6 separate regions of the Mus musculus genome follow, and regions 1, 3, 4, 5 and 6 are each linked to region 2. Evidence: chromatin contacts called from public Hi-C and promoter capture Hi-C data. All regions are on one chromosome and are shown on one strand. Each heading gives the region's core, a stretch centred on a gene start, on an enhancer-like site or on the middle of the called end of the contact. The rest is flanking DNA. Distances are from core to core; before and after follow the strand shown. Region 1 holds the start of Fbxo4 (F-box protein 4). Region 2 holds the start of Rictor (RPTOR independent companion of MTOR, complex 2). Region 3 holds the start of Lmbrd2 (LMBR1 domain containing 2). Region 4 holds the start of Nadk2 (NAD kinase 2, mitochondrial). Region 5 holds the start of AW549877 (expressed sequence AW549877). Region 6 holds the start of BC037032 (cDNA Sequence BC037032).

Evidence for each region. Promoter capture Hi-C pulls out the DNA fragments that hold promoters and counts their contacts. A called contact is a pair of places that touch in the nucleus more often than the background predicts.
Region 1: a contact with region 2 is called in a promoter capture Hi-C map of pre-B cells, with 9 times the contacts expected there. The contact joins the promoter of Fbxo4 here to the promoter of Rictor in region 2. A contact is called at or near these places in 6 of 39 promoter capture datasets (erythroid cells, hippocampal neurons, liver and 2 more), 1 of 484 Hi-C or Micro-C datasets (pre-B cells), 2 of 115 datasets of contacts at active chromatin or transcription factors (embryonic forebrain and thymic regulatory T cells) and 2 of 9 other capture datasets (adipose tissue and liver).
Region 3: a promoter capture Hi-C map of liver shows a contact between it and region 2, with 4 times the contacts expected there. The contact joins the promoter of Lmbrd2 here to the promoter of Rictor in region 2. A contact is called at or near these places in 3 of 39 promoter capture datasets (hippocampal neurons and liver) and 1 of 9 other capture datasets (liver).
Region 4: a contact with region 2 is called in a promoter capture Hi-C map of liver, with 6 times the contacts expected there. The contact joins the promoter of Nadk2 here to the promoter of Rictor in region 2. A contact is called at or near these places in 4 of 39 promoter capture datasets (hippocampal neurons, liver and pre-B cells), 2 of 115 datasets of contacts at active chromatin or transcription factors (the 230-238 cell line and astrocytes) and 1 of 9 other capture datasets (adipose tissue).
Region 5: a Hi-C map of erythroblasts shows a contact between it and region 2, with 7 times the contacts expected there. The contact joins the promoter of AW549877 here to the promoter of Rictor in region 2. A contact is called at or near these places in 5 of 39 promoter capture datasets (the C10 cell line, erythroid cells, hippocampal neurons and 2 more), 2 of 484 Hi-C or Micro-C datasets (erythroblasts and pre-B cells), 4 of 115 datasets of contacts at active chromatin or transcription factors (astrocytes, cardiomyocytes, large pre-B cells and 1 more) and 2 of 9 other capture datasets (adipose tissue and liver).
Region 6: a contact with region 2 is called in a promoter capture Hi-C map of pre-B cells, with 5 times the contacts expected there. The contact joins the promoter of BC037032 here to the promoter of Rictor in region 2. A contact is called at or near these places in 9 of 39 promoter capture datasets (the 3T3-L1 cell line, 3T3-L1-derived adipocytes, the C10 cell line and 4 more), 1 of 484 Hi-C or Micro-C datasets (CD4 T cells) and 6 of 115 datasets of contacts at active chromatin or transcription factors (T-cell acute lymphoblastic leukemia, astrocytes, embryonic forebrain and 3 more).

The regions. Positions count from the first base shown.
Region 1 is chr15:3,978,299-3,980,998 of GRCm38.p6, reverse strand. Fbxo4 (F-box protein 4) reads left to right here and starts at 1,426. Exons shown (of 7, transcript NM_134099.2): 1 at 1,426-1,757. The coding sequence starts at 1,575.
Region 2 is chr15:6,707,063-6,709,762 of GRCm38.p6, reverse strand. Rictor (RPTOR independent companion of MTOR, complex 2) reads right to left here and starts at 1,382. Exons shown (of 38, transcript NM_030168.3): 1 at 1,312-1,382; 2 at 1,083-1,130. The coding sequence starts at 1,360.
Region 3 is chr15:9,139,209-9,141,908 of GRCm38.p6, reverse strand. Lmbrd2 (LMBR1 domain containing 2) reads right to left here and starts at 1,339. Exons shown (of 18, transcript NM_177178.3): 1 at 1,169-1,339. It overlaps Skp2 (S-phase kinase-associated protein 2), which reads left to right and starts at 1,455. Exons shown (of 10, transcript NM_013787.3): 1 at 1,455-1,725; 2 at 2,206-2,477. The coding sequence starts at 1,718.
Region 4 is chr15:9,069,946-9,072,645 of GRCm38.p6, reverse strand. It overlaps Nadk2 (NAD kinase 2, mitochondrial), which reads right to left and starts at 1,386. Exons shown (of 13, transcript NM_001040395.4): 1 at 881-1,386. The coding sequence starts at 1,144.
Region 5 is chr15:3,994,325-3,997,024 of GRCm38.p6, reverse strand. AW549877 (expressed sequence AW549877) reads left to right here and starts at 1,279. Exons shown (of 6, transcript NM_145930.3): 1 at 1,279-1,410. The coding sequence starts at 1,311. It overlaps Gm2093 (predicted gene 2093), which reads right to left and starts at 986. Exons shown (of 3, transcript NR_045740.1): 1 at 941-986.
Region 6 is chr15:4,026,084-4,028,783 of GRCm38.p6, reverse strand. BC037032 (cDNA Sequence BC037032) reads left to right here and starts at 1,378. Exons shown (of 2, transcript NR_028266.1): 1 at 1,378-2,700. It overlaps Oxct1 (3-oxoacid CoA transferase 1), which reads right to left and starts at 2,356. Exons shown (of 17, transcript NM_024188.6): 1 at 1,935-2,356. The coding sequence starts at 2,012.

The DNA.
Region 1 (2,700 bases), core at 177-2,676, 2.7 Mb after region 2:
AACTGTTTTCCCAAAAAACAAAAAACAAAGCAAAACACAAACAAACCATCTTGGAATAGTAAGTGGTTAAAGGTTGACAGTGATTTTGAGATAGATTATGTGGGCTCCGCCCATCTTCCATGTTCTCCAGAACAAGGTTTACACCTCAGGTTATAACGTGGTGATCCTTACTAGATTATTCTAAAAGATTTTAAAGAATTTAACACGTGACTACTAAATCCGAAGTATTCCCGTGATGAAGTCTAGATGTGGAATGGGTTTGGGGATTAGATTAAGTGAGGTAATCTACTTTAAAGAGACTGATAACCTGCTACCAAATAGGTATTTGTGTCTTTCCTAAAACTATATCCAGTGCTATATAATATTTTGTTATATAGCCTACCTCTCATTTCTTAAATTTCTTTTTGATTATGATTAAAGTTACTAGAATAGACATCACTTTTGGAAGATTAAAAATTCACTAATGGCTTTTAATAGTACCACATCCAGGCTTTTCTTTCCTATCAAATTTTCTTCTGACCTTTTATGATAGATCATTGATTGAACAATTTTTTAGTGTATGTACATTTTTGTCGTGGGCTTAAACTCACCATTTTGGTAGAAAATACCTAATAATGGAGTTTGAGGAAGTAAATGCAAGCAAAATGTGAGTGGCCATGGCCAGAGATTGGATTCAGGTTGGCACACCAAGTTGTGGAAGCAGTTGCAAGAACTATTATAGCCACAAAACAAAGACCATACATCAAATACATATACCACCTACGCTGATGAGGGCATTATGTACACAGCCTAGATAAAATTGGCTACATCTTGCCTGGCTTTCAGATGTTACAACATTATTTACTTTAAAATCGGTAAAGGGGGCAGGTGTTTGAGAGATGGTTCAGCAGTTATAAGAATGTACTGTTCTTTCAGAGGGCCTGAGTAGGTGGCTCTCAAGGGTGTGGTTTCCAGTTCCAGGGTTTGTGATGCCTGTGGCCTCTGCTGGAACCTGAGTGCTCATGCATATATCCACATACATGTAGTTAAATAAAATTTTAAGCAAAGCTTACAAGTTTCACCCAACCTCATGAGGTTAGACCAAAACCAGATTGAAGTTAATATTAAAAGAGCTACGCTTGAGGCAGTTTTGGCTTCCCATCTACAATAGTTTCTCCACAGCACGATGTTCTAGTCAGCCAAGGTTATCTTTAATAACACATAAGGCTCCTGATAGCCTCCACGGGCTCAGTTTTTGCTCAACTCCAAGTGGTAGATTGCTGATTCCAAAACACAGAAGCACACATACAGCCTACTTAATATCTAACGCTTAAGGGGAAGCAAGATTTCAGAAAAAGGGTGGCTGTTCAACAAGCCCTAGCTCCCAGGTCCTTGTGGTGACGCACAGAGGCAGGGAGGGACCCGGAGGATGTGTAGTGTGGGAGGGTTTGGGCTAACGGGGTGAGTCATTCCGGGCCACCTCGGCCTGGAGCCCTGCCCAACCGACCAGCCCGGGTCGTACCAGCGGGGCGGAGGCGGAGGCCGAGCGGCTGGGGAGCCCGTGCGCCCCGCGGTGTCGCGCGGAGCCTGCGACCATGGCTGGAAGCGAGCCCCGCGGAGCCGGCTCCCCGCCGCCCGCCAGCGACTGGGGCCGCCTGGAGGCAGCCATCCTGAGCGGCTGGAGGACCTTCTGGTATTCGGTGGCCAAGGAGCGGGCGACGCCGACGGCCTCCCGGAAGGAGGCGGCGGAGGAGACGAGCGCGCTGACGCGGCTGCCGGTGAGCCGAGGCCGCAGGCCGCGCACAGAGACCGCCGCAGGCCGGGGGCCTGGGCCGGCAGGGCAGCCACTTCCGGGTGTGTGCTCGCCTGGAAGTGAAGTGGCCAGGATTGCCTTGATGGTAACTCTTGGTATCCCCCTGCCAACCAAGGTCGCACTACAACACTCACTAATGACCAGCGAGATCACCCACAGGTTGTCAGTCATCCTATTTGGATGTCTGGAAATCTGATGAAGGAAGTGGGTTAGCTTGGAAGGCATTCCAGTGTCTTTCTTCTGCACATTTTAATCCCTAGTCAATGTATTCCAGTTAGGGGGGGGGGGGGGTCGCCTAGAGCAAGCAACTCTGACATATCCAAAGCAACAAAACTGCCACATAATTGAAACCAGTAAAGTTACAAGTACCTCAAGTTAGGTCAGGCTGCAAAGAGGATGCATGCAATTTAAAGTTTCAGAGAAAGATAAAATAAATAAATAAATAAATAAATAAATAAATAAATAAATAGATTATACATTGTTGATGACAATTCCTTTATCTCAGTTGGGTTATTAGTACATCCCACTGACATTCACTCTAAATGAAAGCCACAGGCTTAGGTTACCTCCAAGCTTCTCTCAGGTGTCCTCGGAACCTGATTAATACTCTATAGAGAGAAATTCAAATGACAGGTTCACATGCTTTCATTTGATCTAGTGATAAAATCAGAAAAACCGCCACTTTGTTTTTTTAGATTTATTTATTTATTTATTTTATGTATATGTGAGTACACTGTCACTGACACACCAGAAGAGGGCACTGGATCCAAATTACAGATGGTTGTGAGCCACCATGTGGTTGCTGGGAATAGAACTCAGGACCTCTGGAAGAGCAGCCAGTGCTCTTAACCTCTGAGCCATCTCTCCAGCTTGAAAAAAATCTCCACTTGACACTCATTTATTTTTGA
Region 2 (2,700 bases), core at 133-2,632:
GAAACAGAACTGAATTACGCAGTCAATACAGAGATGGGTCCCCCAAATCCCACATCCACCAAATAACTTTATACGACGGTCACTACATACAGGGTGGGTGGGGGAACCAAATTCATGTCGTATATACAATGTTTACGACTGTTCTTGTCTTGTTTTAACGTCCTAAGGTGTTTCACGGATCTCAAAAAGTGATTCCGTAACAGCAGAACTAGTTAAGTTACACTCCACTCCAGCGCTGTGGAGTCGGACCGTCCGGAATCTGTAGACCCAACTCCTGTTTAAGGAGGCAGAGAACGGACTGATGCTTCGGCGAGATACTGGGAGATGAAACACCAGCCCGGGGGCCGGTGACCGAAGCAAGAAAATACCGATCGTTCGCCGGGTGCGGTTCTTAAAAACAAAACACACGCGGGGCTCGCCCTGCTGGGAAAGGTGTAAACAAACCCAGCTCTCCTCCACTGCAGCCACAAGGTACACAATGAAGCGGCGGCCGAGTGAGGGGGCGGGCGGTCTCCAGCCAACTACAGCCCCAGCGGGCCCGGGAGACGGGAAGCGAGCAGCAGGGAGCTGCGGCGTGAACCAGACACTTAGCAGTCATCACGGGCTCTCCGGGTTCTCAAAAAGCTGCGGGGACCCCCCCCACCCCACCCAAGAGGATCCCACGGGCAGGGAAGAGCAGTCCCGCAGTGAGCAAGAAGCCGGCAGGGTCCAGCATCTGCTCTTGGGGGGAACGGGGAGGGCAGGATGTGGTCGCTCTTCCCACAAACATCCTCCAGCAACCTAAATAACAACCTCTACCTTGCTCCCCCACCCACCCCGTCCAAGGCCGCCCCCGGGATCCGGAGGTGGGGGGACCCGGGAGCGGACGGAGGGGGGACACACACGCGACCGAGCCGGCCGGGGAGCTCCGCAGCCGCCCGAGGCCCCGGAGCGGGCTCAGCCCCCCGGGCAACCCGGGCCACCCGGGCGCGGGGCAGGGGGATGGGCGCGGGCTCGGCCCCTCGCTGCCCCGCGCGGCTCGCCTGCCAGCCCGCCCGCCCGGCTGCCCGCGCCTCCCCGGCGGCCGCGGCGGCCCGCGTTACCTCGGGTCAGATCGAGCGGGACGTTCTCCTCGCCGCTGTCATTCCGCCCTGTGCGAGACAAGACACACAACCCCAGTTAGAATCCATCGCAGGCCGGCGGCGCCCGACGCCCCGCTCGTCTTCCCCGTCCAACCTCACCCCACCCCATCCCCAGGCCCGGAGCAAAGCCGAGCGCCGCGACCCGTGACCCGCACCGGGTGAGGCGAGCGAGGGCGGCGAGCGGGCTTACCTCGTATTCGGAGGTTCTTCAGAGAGCGGCCGCGGCCGATCGCCGCCATATTGACGGGTTTCAGTCACAACACCGGAAACCTCGCCCGATCGCGCGAGAACCCCCTTCCCCTCCCCGCGCGCCGTTCCCGCCCCCTCCGCCCCCCTCCCGCGGCAGCGCCCCCGCCCCTCGGCACGGAGGCTCGCCCGCGGGCGCCGAGCAACGCGCCGCCGCCTGTGCCGACCCGCATTGGGCGGTGGGATGCGACCCCCGGCGGGGGGACACGGGCAGGGCGTCGGGGCGCAGGCGTGGTGGGAGGCGCAGTTCCCACGGGGGGGGGGGGCGCCCATTGATGTGGCCCGGGACTCTGGGCGCGCGCGCGGCGGAGGTCGGGATGCGGGCGGGCCACCTGCTGGCCCGCCCCGCCGCACTCCCCGCGTGGCTTTAAAGCCCGTTTCCTTACTCATCGGCTAAAATTGTTACCATTATTTTTATTATTATTATTAAAAGAGAGGGTGGGGTCCGGGAAAAAGGCGCGCGGCGCACAGTTAGGAATGTCGCTTTGATCCTTTTCCCAGAACCGCGGCGCCCCGAGTGAACACGTAACAAAGTTTGTTTTCCACCCACGCTCTGACCATTGAGCTAAGCGGCTTCGCGCTTGATCACAGGCAAAGCCGCTCGCCGCCGCCGCCGAGAGCTGGGCGGCAGGGCGGAGGTTTGCTTTCGGTCCGCCGGGCATCCGACGTGCAAGGAGTGCAGAAAGCGGGCGTGCAGGGCGCTCGCCCGAGCGCGGGACTCTTTCCCCGGCGCGCGCCAGCGCCTGGAGGCCCGGGACAGGGTTTCCTCTCCCGGAGCCCGGGGAGGAGGCTGGGCGCCTCGTCCTGGCTTTCTGTTACTCCTACATCACTGGCTGATGCCGATGTCGAGGATCGATGTTTTTAATGCGGACTAGTCACAAGGATTAGTTTACGGGTTTCTAGAAGCGGGTTAGTACGCACTCATTTGGCCCTTAACCCAGCAACTCTCTTAAGCTAGATTACTTTAATGAGAGGATATTTTGTCTCCTCCTATTCCTCACCTCTCTCTTCCAGACTTAAAAGTCCAAAGTGGAGATCTTGCCTTAACCACTTAGTTTTTAGTACAGACGTCAAAAACGAGTATCTGTTAGTGTAAACCTTCAGCTCCTTTTGTTCTAATAATGTTCTAAATAATAATAATGTTCTCACTAAAAAAAAAAAAAAAAAAGCAAACCAAAACCTCTCTAAAATCAAAAAGAAAAATAAAAAAATATTAGAAAGACTCTCCGTGTTAATAATAGTGAGCAATTGTAGACTTGAAAGCCCAAAGGTAGAAATTATGCAAATGTAATTTAAAATGACTTTGTTGATCCAGTATATTAACAGAGTGGTA
Region 3 (2,700 bases), core at 90-2,589, 2.4 Mb before region 2:
AGGTCTCTGCTAACTCTTAGCTGAATTCAGGGCTGTTTTATATTTACTAGAATTTACTCTTGAACGAGTTACATCCTAACAGAAAGGACAAAGTTCAAGAGAAGGCAAATGAGTTTTTCAAAGTAACAAAAGATAACTTTATACACTATTTCAGAAGGTCTCACTTTAGATACTTTCCATAACAAAACTGTGACTACATACTTATTCTCCTAGTCTTTCTTTTCAAGTAAAACCAATTTGCAAAAAGGTCTTTTTTTTTTACACCAATCTCACTCACAGGAACTAAAAGTTCATGAATCTCTTCCTCTCAAGAAGTAACTGATGCAAAGATTATGCTAGAAACAAAGACAAAACTGAGCATGAAGGATTTAATTCCACTATAAAACGAATCTTGCTCTCTCCACAAAGAAACACAAGTGTATGCAATCTAACATACTAAACCAATATTCTAATGTTTTTGATGAAGGTGGCCTGCTTTTTTCTCAACTCTATAAATCTTCATTTTTACTGGACTAGAAATGCATCCCCCTACCCTCTCCCCTGTTGCACAGTTTGCACACCTGAATTTTGCATGGTCATTCTAATCTAATCGCCCCCGACCTCTTCAGAGGCTAAATTAGCATAGTTTCTAGGCAGAGAGATTCTAGGACAGGCTGTGGATTGAGTCAGAGGCACCTAAACAGCTTTCAGGGTGGTCTCTCCTTGCAAGCGGAGCCTCCCTTTTTCCCTTTGGTATTTGGGAGACTCATCAAGGATCCAAGAGGATGCACGCGGGAACCACTGCTGGCTCCTGCCGCCTTAAAAATAAACCATCGCTCCTCTTGGAGCTGCGCTTTAGCTCGAAAAAGGCTTCCCCTCGCACGCTGATTTGATCTTCAGTGCCAGCCCATGAGGTGTGCCGCGTCCTCGAGCCTAGTTTACAAGTGAGGAAAGGATCGCGTCCACAGACCCAGTCCTAAGGGCCGCCCACTGCCAGGTGGAGGAAGGCGAATGGCAGGAGTGCCACCCGCAGCCTCTCACCTGGCGGGCCATCGAGACCCCGGAGATGGGCCTGGCGGCGGCGGCCACTCACCATCTGGAACTCCCCCCAAGTCTATGTCCGCCAGGGACTGGGCCGGGACCCCAGACCCTGACGCACCTCACGCGTCCCCGCCCCCCTCACGCTCACCGTCGGACCTCGCCAGACAGCGTCTGGAAGGGACTCAGAAGCTTCGCGTCCGCCGCAGCCTGCCGGGGTCACGGATCCTTCAGTCCCGGGCGACCGTGGCGGTGATCACCCGAAGGCCCGTGAGCTCCGGGAAAAGGAAAACCTGCTCCCAGTCAATCGGCTGACATTTCCCAGCCAGCCGGAGCTCCACCCACTTCCGCCTGCCTGTCCTCCTCCTCCTCCTCCTCCTCCTTCAATCCCGCCCGGCGCCGCAGGGAGTTGTGGGTATCTGGAGGGTTGGTCCGAAATCAGAGTGGAAGAACCCAGGCAGGACTACGAGCTAGGCTCGGAACTACAATTCCCAGCAGGCAACGGGGCGTCAGAAGGCGGCTGCTGGAGAGCGGGATGCAGAACTCCGCGCGCGCGGTGGTGATGGAACGTTGCTAGTTCGCGGGTCCAACTGCTGGGGCCCCGGGGATCACTCTAAGCCGAGCGCTAAAACAGGAGTCTGGAAGGCAGGCAGCGCTTCAATTAATTCAAGCATTCAAAACTCCTGAATCAGTGGACACCATGCATAGGTAAACCGATTGCAAAAAAACCGGACAAAACATGAATGAACCGTTTGAATTCTTTTAGGCCGCGAATGTTGCTTCTTGTTCAAATAATCTGGTTATGTGAATGTTTGCTTAGAGAAAAAGGATGGATGAATGCTTTAGTGCGAATATCAATGTGGAGTTTAATTTGGCTTCCTAATTAAGTTTTCCTTCCTCTACTTTGAGTCATGGTATCAGTGCCGTCCCTCTTTTTCCCTCCACGGGAAGAAATTATTGAGGCCTTCTGCGTGACCATAAATCCCAAAGCCTTTCAAAGTATATATGTTCCCGATTTTTCTCTTTCATTCTTGTATTTCTCTCGCTTGTAGGCACGTTTAAAAAATGCAGTACTGTCACTTGCTGGGACTTTTCTCCACTCCATTCTTTACTCTTCTTTCATGCCTACCTTGGAATTATTTAGGGGTGTATTTTCAAAAGGAATAGAGAATGTCTGCCCTTCTGCAGGAAGCACCTTCAGGAGATTCCGGACCAGAGTGGCAACGTCACCACCAGCTTCACGTGGGGATGGGATTCCAGCAAGACTTCTGAACTGCTATCAGGCATGGGTGTCTCGGCCTTGGAGAAGGAGGAGGTGGACAGTGAGAACATCCCACATGGACTGCTCTCAAACCTCGGCCACCCCCAGAGCCCTCCAAGGAAACGAGTCAAGGGCAAAGGGAGTGACAAAGACTTTGTGATCATCCGTCGGCCGAAGCTTAGTCGGGAGAACTTTCCAGGTAATGCACAACACTAAGATCCAAACTGTATTGTAATGGGTTGAACTATTTTGTTTTAACTAAATTCGATTGAATTATTTCCTTGGGGAATCTTTTTGGATCGGTGCCTAAAATTGCCTAGTTTTGGTGCCTAAAATTGCCTAGTTTGGAAGTGTGGCAGTGAAATGGATTCCAGTCATTAAGTCTTCAGGAATCTTGGTTGGTCTTTATCTTGTGGTCAACA
Region 4 (2,700 bases), core at 137-2,636, 2.4 Mb before region 2:
AAAAATGTGAAGGTAAGGGCATCATTTTAGAACAGCCAGCCTACTTATTCTTGTACATAACTTAGTAATGCTTATATACAATTCAGTCTAAAGCCTTCGGGTGTCTGGAGTCAACAATTACAGGCATAACTGTGGGGGGGGGGGTTCCTAAATAAATTGCTAACAGCCCATTTCCCAAAAGTTACTGGGTAGCACAAAATCAATTTTTTTTTTCAAAAATGGGGAAGCTCGAACTCTGGGTTTAATCCTTCCCACACACACACACGCATGGCATACCTGGCAACGCTATTAGTAAATACACCAAACACGGTGTATGGCGGAGGCCCTGTTACTTCAGGGTTCATGCCTTCTCCCCATTAGCCGGCATACTTGTTCCTTTTCTGACCTTCCAACACAAAAACCCATCTCGGGTCAGCTTTCCTGCCTCGCTGTCCCAGGTGCTTGCTTTTCAAGCAGTAAGAGACCCTGAAGGGACAGGCGACCACAATCCAGCAGGGCTTTCCCTGGCCAGGCCTCTGTCCCCAGGCGAGAAGGGGGTGTGACCGCGGCACTTCGGCCCTCTCTCCGCCACCAGTGGCTGTGCTGGAGAATTTCCTTTCTCCCGGTGGTCTGGGGAGAGGTCCCCAGGACAAACAGGGCGAACAACCCTCATCTTCTCAGCGATGGGAGTCCGTGCTACCGAGGCGGGGGCGAGGACACACGTGGCTTCCCAAGTCCCGGTCCCAGGAGCCCCCTCTAAGGCAGGCTCAGGGCGCCCCAGTCCCATGCCCGAGGGGCCCCACAGGCAATCGGAGGAAGGTTGTCGGGCTTTGGGGGTGTCCTGTGGCCCGTCGCCCCCCACCCCCACCCCGAGTACCGGCCGTCCCCCGCCAGGACCCACCAGCTGCTTCAGGTCCTCCTCCGAGAGCTCCGCGTAGCGGTACCGCTGCTGCTCGAACTCGTAGCGGGTGGTTTTCGCCACCACCACCACCCGCGAGGGGCGGAAGCCGCCGTCGGCGGGGCTACCACCGCCCGCCAGCTCGCGCGGCTGCCCGTGCCCCAAGTGCCGCCGGCCGTCCGCGCCCGAGCCCGAACCCCGCAGAGCCGCGCGGCCACCCGCCACGCGCCGGCAGCTGCCCAGCAGGAAGCCCCGGTAGCAAGTCATGATCCGCGGGGCCGCGGGTGCAGGCTCGCGCTCCCTGCCGCCAGCACCGCGCCGGCCGCGCACAGGTTAAGTGCGGGGACGTGCGTGGAACGCGCCGGGGGGGGGGGGGACGTGCCCAGACGCACGCGAGGGCGGAGAGGCCCCGGGAGGCCCCGGGAGGCGGGGATCCGGGCTGGCCCCCGGGCAGTGGGTTTTATTTGTTTGTTTATCCGTTTTCTTGGGCGCCTGCGCAGTGGCCTCTCGGCCCGGCCCCACCTCCCTCTTCACCCTTTCAGGGAGGCCGCTCTAAGCCCGCCCCCGGGCCAGATCTGTCAGCTAATCAGAGGTCGGGAAGGTTTGGGAGCCCGAGGGGCTGCGGGGATTGGCTGGGGCTGGGAAAGGGACGAAATTCTATTTGGCTTTCGAGCTGCCCGAAGAAATCCAGTTGGAACTGGTCTGGGCGGCGTTGGGGGTGCAGGCGGAGTTTTGAGCGCCTGGCGGGAAAGCAAGTTTCTTGCGCATCTTCCTCTAGTTGCTTTCATTTTTGCTTGCTTTCTGGGTAGTTGGTCATGCTCGTCTAGGGTAAATTTTAACCAGTGTCTGCTGGATGGCTGATGTGGCCGTCGCTGGAGTAAGAGCTGGGGGCGGTGACCTCGCTCCAAACGGCTTCGTTTTGCAGGGCCTGATGGCAAATAAAGATGCCGAGCCCTTTATTAGAGAGGAATTAGAGCTAACCGAGAAGGATCACAGAGCATTAGCCCGAGCTCCGGTGACCACCAAAAGACCACCAGCCTAGAGAGGCAGTGCTGTCAGGGAGAAAGGAGGAGGATAATGAGGGAAGGAGTCTTGTCTAGTCCTGTGTGTCTGTCTAGACCGCGAGATAAGGTTGGAAAGCTGTGTAGGACCAGACTGAAGGGTTAAAAATGTTTTGCACTTTATCCTGTAGGCAAGCTCAGAGCAGTGTTTGATGATTATTGATCTGACTTTGGAATGTTGGGTAGGTAGTCCTTGAAGCTAGAGCAAGGGAAGTTACTGAGTCTGTGGGAACAGTTACACAACCATAGAGATGTAGGCTGATTAAGAATAAAAGGGAAAGCTACAATGAAGGGAAAGTCATAAGACAGGGTAGGTGGCCACTGCCCTGAGGTCCTTGCTGTGGCGTCCTTTCCTTTGCGATCCTGGCACTCCCAGTAAGTGGCCTCTGGATTCCGGGCATGCTATTTCATGTTTGTGACACTCAGATGCCTCTGTGATATCGAACCTGTTTTCTCTTTCACGTCACAGAAAACTACACTTTTGACTCCCACTTCTAGCTGGAAACATCTCAATGGGATATCCTAGTCAAATCTTATTTTGGATCCTTTCTTCTGCCTCTTCCAAAACATTGCTTCATTACACCATCCTCTCGGATGTGTCTTGAATTCTCTCAGGAAAACCCCTGCTGGGTTTTCCACTTCAGTCCTTAAGATTCCCATGTCTAGGACATTTAAAACTTTAAAGATTGAAAGAGCCTTCTACACCCCAGTTGTTTACCTGTTCCCTAACTCCCACTTACTGATATATTCAGCGGTTCTCAA
Region 5 (2,700 bases), core at 30-2,529, 2.7 Mb after region 2:
CTGGCTGCTCTAGAACTGCCAGCATCCCCTCCAGCCTTAGCTTCTCAAGTTCTGGGATTACAGAGTAAGTCAACACTCTAGCATAAGAGTTTGAATTCTGTAGTTCACCTTGATTATAGAATGCAATTTTTCTGGCCTTCAGATTCTTCATTATAAAGTATCATAAGGATTTGTTGTTGATTATTGTTTTCTATTAAAAACCATTTTCCCAAGTACGTAAGGGCATTACACAAGTACCGAAGACACAGAGCACGTGTTTTTTGCTCTGTGCATTTAGAGTAAAATGACAGGAGAAAAAAACTGGTCATCATGGCCACTTGCAGAAAAGTGACTGTGGTTAGTCACTCTTAAACGATCACATTACTATTTTCATAGTTTAAATATTTTCTACCAGGCTACAACAAAAACCTTAAAATTAAGATGAAGGGTAGAGTTATTCAAAATATATTGTGCCAAACCGGGGGAAACAAACGAACAAACAAAAAGCCAAAACAGCATTAGATTTCCGTGGCCATAGGCAAGAATTAGCATTCATGGAATGCAAAGCAATTTGACCACTTGAGTGCTGATTAAGACCCGGAAGAACACTTAACACTTGTCAGGAAGGTCTCAAGGTGAACTAAGACAGTGAGGTCGCTGCCACGTTTAGGTCGCAAGACATTTAAGGTACTTTAAGTGTGAGCTAGCCAAGATCAATCCGGAGTAAAAACAAGCTCCAGGGTGAAGATTCGGGGAAAGCGTTATGCCAGCTAGCAGGCTGAGGACTGCCAAGTTGTCTGCCCTCACACTAGGTCTCGCAGCTTGGATGAATCTCACCCGTCCGCAGACTTCCGTTTCTGACCTTCCCCCACCACCCCCCGCCCCCACCATTACAATCAAGTTTTATTTTAGTCCACCTCCTTCACTACAGCGCCAACCGCTGCAAATCCTCTTTCCAGACCTTCCAAACCGCCCTCTTCCAGCCAGCTGCTGCGGCTGCAATCTCCCTGCACCCGCGGAGAGAGTCGATGTCCTATTGGCTCAGCTCGGGGCATGGTCGGCTTCCGATTGGTTGAAATTAGAAGGCGGGAGAGAGGTGTGCCCTTACATCATCGACTGGCCCCTCGCAGCACGGGATTGTGGGAGGGAGAGGGCCACTGGGAGGAACTAAATACCCGGAACGACCTTTGCGGGCCGGGGCGGTCGTAGCCCGGAGCCTATGTCTCCGCCCACCGGCTGGGCGGGCTCCGCCCCCACTCCGCCAGCCAGGCCGTCAGGTGATCTGGGGCTCACGTGGTCACGTGGACAGGGCGGGCGCGCCCGAGCTGGCCATGGCGGCCGCGGTGTCCGGTGTGGTGAGGCGGGTGGAAGAGCTCGGGGACCTGGCTCAGGCTCACATACAGCACCTTAGCGAAGCCGCGGGGGAAGACGGTGAGGGAGCGCCGCAGAGGGAAGTGGGCGGACGGTGGTGAGATGCGAGGGGACCGCTGCGCTCGGTGGCCAGAAGGCGCGGCCTTCGGTCCGAGGCGGGGTCCCTGGTGCTGGCACTGCTGAGCTTGGTCCCCATTGGGCAGTCATCTGCCCTCTCCTCAGATGTCCTGTTACCCATGCAGCGTTTTCTACGTTCCTTGAAATCCTTTTTGTTTACATCCGACCAGATGTGTGGTGTCGAATCTGCGAGAAGGGTAGACTTTAAATAAAAGTACACACGGACTTTCTCCGGAATGTTCATACTGCCCAGAAAATGAACAGTATGTTTTTTTGTTGTTTTTTTTTTTTTTTTTTTTTTTTTTTTTTTTGCATTCAGAGAGACATGCATGACAGTTCACTTTTTCATTACTGCCTTGTAAATTTCCACTTTGTTTTCAATTCAAAATTCAGCTGTAAATACATATTGTACACAGTTATGGTGTAATTTTAATGCTCCCCCCCCCGCCCCATTTTAGTCCTTAGGTATTTTCTTAGAAGGGAAAATAGGTTAGGAAATACGTCATTCTTTTGACATCAGACTCGGTTTGCTTTTTATAAATTCTCAGTTGCCAATTGGTTCGACAGTAATCTTTTTTTGTTTTTTGAATGTTGAGCCTTTACCATCCATGAGCTTTAAAATTCTTGTGATTAGAGTCATACGATGACCGAAATGAAACATTTCTCCCAGGTGATTGACTAGTTGGTGTATTTACGGAATCAGTTCTATAATTAAATGAAGCACATATGACCACACTGAGGCTTTTTATCTTTTGGTTTGTGGCAAGCGGAACATAGAATTTGTAGTCACTGTTACCTCCCTGGGTCATGTGTCAGCCAGAGCTCAGGTAGTCTTACTTACTTATTACTGAGCCTAACAGTAATTCATATTTTCTTATGAAAGAATTCTATGATCCATTGTGAAAGGAGGCCTGGAAAGGAGGTTCAGTGTTCCATGGCCTTGTTTGGAGGCTTTGTTTATACATCTGAAAATTTACTAAAATCATAACTGTAGCTATCTGCTTTACAATCTACTAGGCAACATTGACGTTAATCTTACTGGAGAATTACTAACAGGGCTTACTTAACACCAGATTATATGTATTTGAATTATACTTGGCCCTTTTTCATACATCAAAATCAATAGACATCGGAAATTGGTCCCTTAGCTTAACAGTCATATGTTTTTCTTGAGTTGTCAGTATCGTTAGTTTCAATTTTATTCAAACTAGATAATAGAGTGCTAACCATCAT
Region 6 (2,700 bases), core at 129-2,628, 2.7 Mb after region 2:
AGCATAAAAGCATTTTTTAAATATCTATCTCAGTTTACCTGTTGGCTACATTTAGCCAGAAAGTATTCAAGGTTACTGAAGGTATCCACCAGGTTCTCTCAGGTGTGTACTAAAATGAGTATTCTTGGCAGAGCAGTCTGCAGTGTTGAGGGAGGCAAAGGACTGAGGTATACCGTGGTCCCAGTGAAACGAACACAGGGGTATTACAATTCAGCACAGGGGTATTACAATTCAGCACAGGGGTATTACAATTCAGCAGAGGCGGATGACTTACGCGCTAAGCAAGCAGCCAGTAAGGCCAACCAATGCATAAGCGGGCAGAACACCCCAGAGAGCAGGAGCTGCACCTTCTTTCCTCATTCCTGAGAAGCCTAACTTTGAACTGGGCCATGAACTTTTTACTAACCCATAATTACAGCTCATCCACCTAGAGGTTTGCTGGCTTGAGAAATGGTTTAATGATTATATTGAAAGTGGGGTAGACTAGAGGTGAATAATTTAAACTTAGACAAACATGCACTGTCAAAAGAAAGTTTTTGACCTTGGCCCAAGGACATCCCTGTGTCCTGGTTTTTTGCATCTGCTCCATCACTTGCAGCAGGTTGGCTGGTGGTTAAGTGCATCCAAATTTGCATGCAATTACCCAAATGCCTCCTTTGAGGAATTTAACAACGCAATGACTCAGTTCTGAACCATTCCCTAGCACACGAGGGAGTCCTGTGATGACATCTTTAGATTCTCAACACTCAGAGATTGAAGGCAAGGAAATGAGCAACAGGGGAAGGAGTTCAAGAGCACACAGTGCAAGTAAATGCCCTGCGTGATGCACTCTTCTTAAGTTCAGGACTGCAATTTGAAACCTCTTCAAAGAAAACTTTGCAGGTTCGGGAAGAGGCTCCTGAGCAAACTGAACACTCCAAGGTGAATCCACCCTCCTCCCCACCCTCCTCCAGCACTCAGTTCCTTGGTCCCATACTCAAATCCAACCCGAATGTGTGCTTAGAGGCTAGACCCTCTACAATGTATAAGCAAAAATATCCACCACCAGCTAGTCTGCTAGGAGGGCGACTCAGGATACCATTCTGTGGGTCAAGGTGTTTGGGTTTTTTTGTTTTTGTTTTTGATTTTTGTTTTTTTACGGTCTTTGAACATTGCAAGTCTCTAACCCGGAGGGGACGGAGAGGAATTCAAAATAAAGGACCGAGGCGTTTGCAAACTGCAGCGGAGCGCCGCCAGCCCTCCTTCTGCTTCCAAACGCTTGGCAGGCTAAATCGCCCCGTGACAAGAGCTCCAGTCCGGGTTCCCCTTTCTACCGCCATATAGGGAAGGGGAGGATGGGGAGCGGCAGTCCGCCTCCGCAGCGCACAGCATCCGCCCACTTGGCGGTGAACTTGAGCCAGCAGCGGTTAACCCGGCCCGGGGTTCTGGGCCTCAGCCGGCGCCAGCAGCTCCCTCAGGTGGGGCGCAAGCCTCAGCGCGCCGCCCTTCTCCGCTCCTCTCCTCCAACCGGCCCTTACCTAGGGCGACGGCCCCGGGGACCCCCTTCCCAAGGGCGTCGGCCTGGAGCCTGGAGTCTGTAGGAGTGGCGGGAGATGGGGACGCGAGTCCCTGGACGCCGACAGTCTGTCTCTAAGGCGTTGCTGCGTGGCTTTGGTACACAGAGCCTCGACCGCTTCTCCACCGCTGCAAGCACAGCGGGGAAGTGGATGGAGAAGCAAAGACAGACAGACAGACAGACAGACAGACAAGCGGCGGCGGGGCTACCCTGAAACCCGAGCGTCTCCAAGCCCCCACCCCCAACCCCCGGGCACGGCGCTGCAGATGCCAGATCCCCGACCAGAGGCGGTGGAGATGGGCAGGGCAAAGAACGCGCGCGCCGCTCGCAGCTCGTCCGCGCGTGGCCTTCCTCTTGCCCCCCTGCACCTTCAATTTACCTTATGCAGGGCGCCCCGCGAGCTGCGGGCTGAGGCGCCGAGCCGAAGCCCAGAGGACAGGAGTTTGAGAGCCGCCATCTTCGGCCCCGGGTGCGGGAGACGGTGGCGCGCGCGGGAGTGCGTGCGAGTGCTGGTTGCCCGGGGCCGCGGCGGCGTCACCGGCTAAGAAGAGAGAAGGCAAGGCGAGCGGTAGGGCGGGCTGGAGGCTCGACCGCGCGTCAGTGACGTCCTCGGGACCTCAGAGCGGTGCCGCCCCTTGCTGCCTGCTGGCTTGTCAAGAAGCGAGACAGGGAGGGGCTCACGGCTAGGAATGGAAAGGCTGCACAGCTAGGACGAGCCCCGCGGGTTGTGCCGGGGCCGGAGGTGCTGGGCTCCAGCTCATCTGCGGGCACACCCGCAGCGGCGGGCGCTGCACTCAGGCTGGAGGGGGCGCTAGAGCCTGCCTTCCCCTCGCGCAAGGCTTGGCATCAACCAGGGTTTCGGGTTGCCAAGGGCCTGGAGGGTCTCTTACTGAACGTGTTACTTTTCCAAATCGCCCTCTGGAATGAGTACAGGTACAAAGGGTCACTGATAAAGATCTCCTTCCAGATCTAGACAGCTCACCTTTCCAACATTTCTCAACCCCAACACCCACAACTCTCTTCAAGTCTGGTTTTGCCCTTAGTTTCCTCTGAAACCCAGCAGCGTGCTGACTGACCCTCATGAGACATGACCTGCTTAACCGACAGAGGGACAAGATTAGAACTGGGCTGTTGTTCCCCATCAT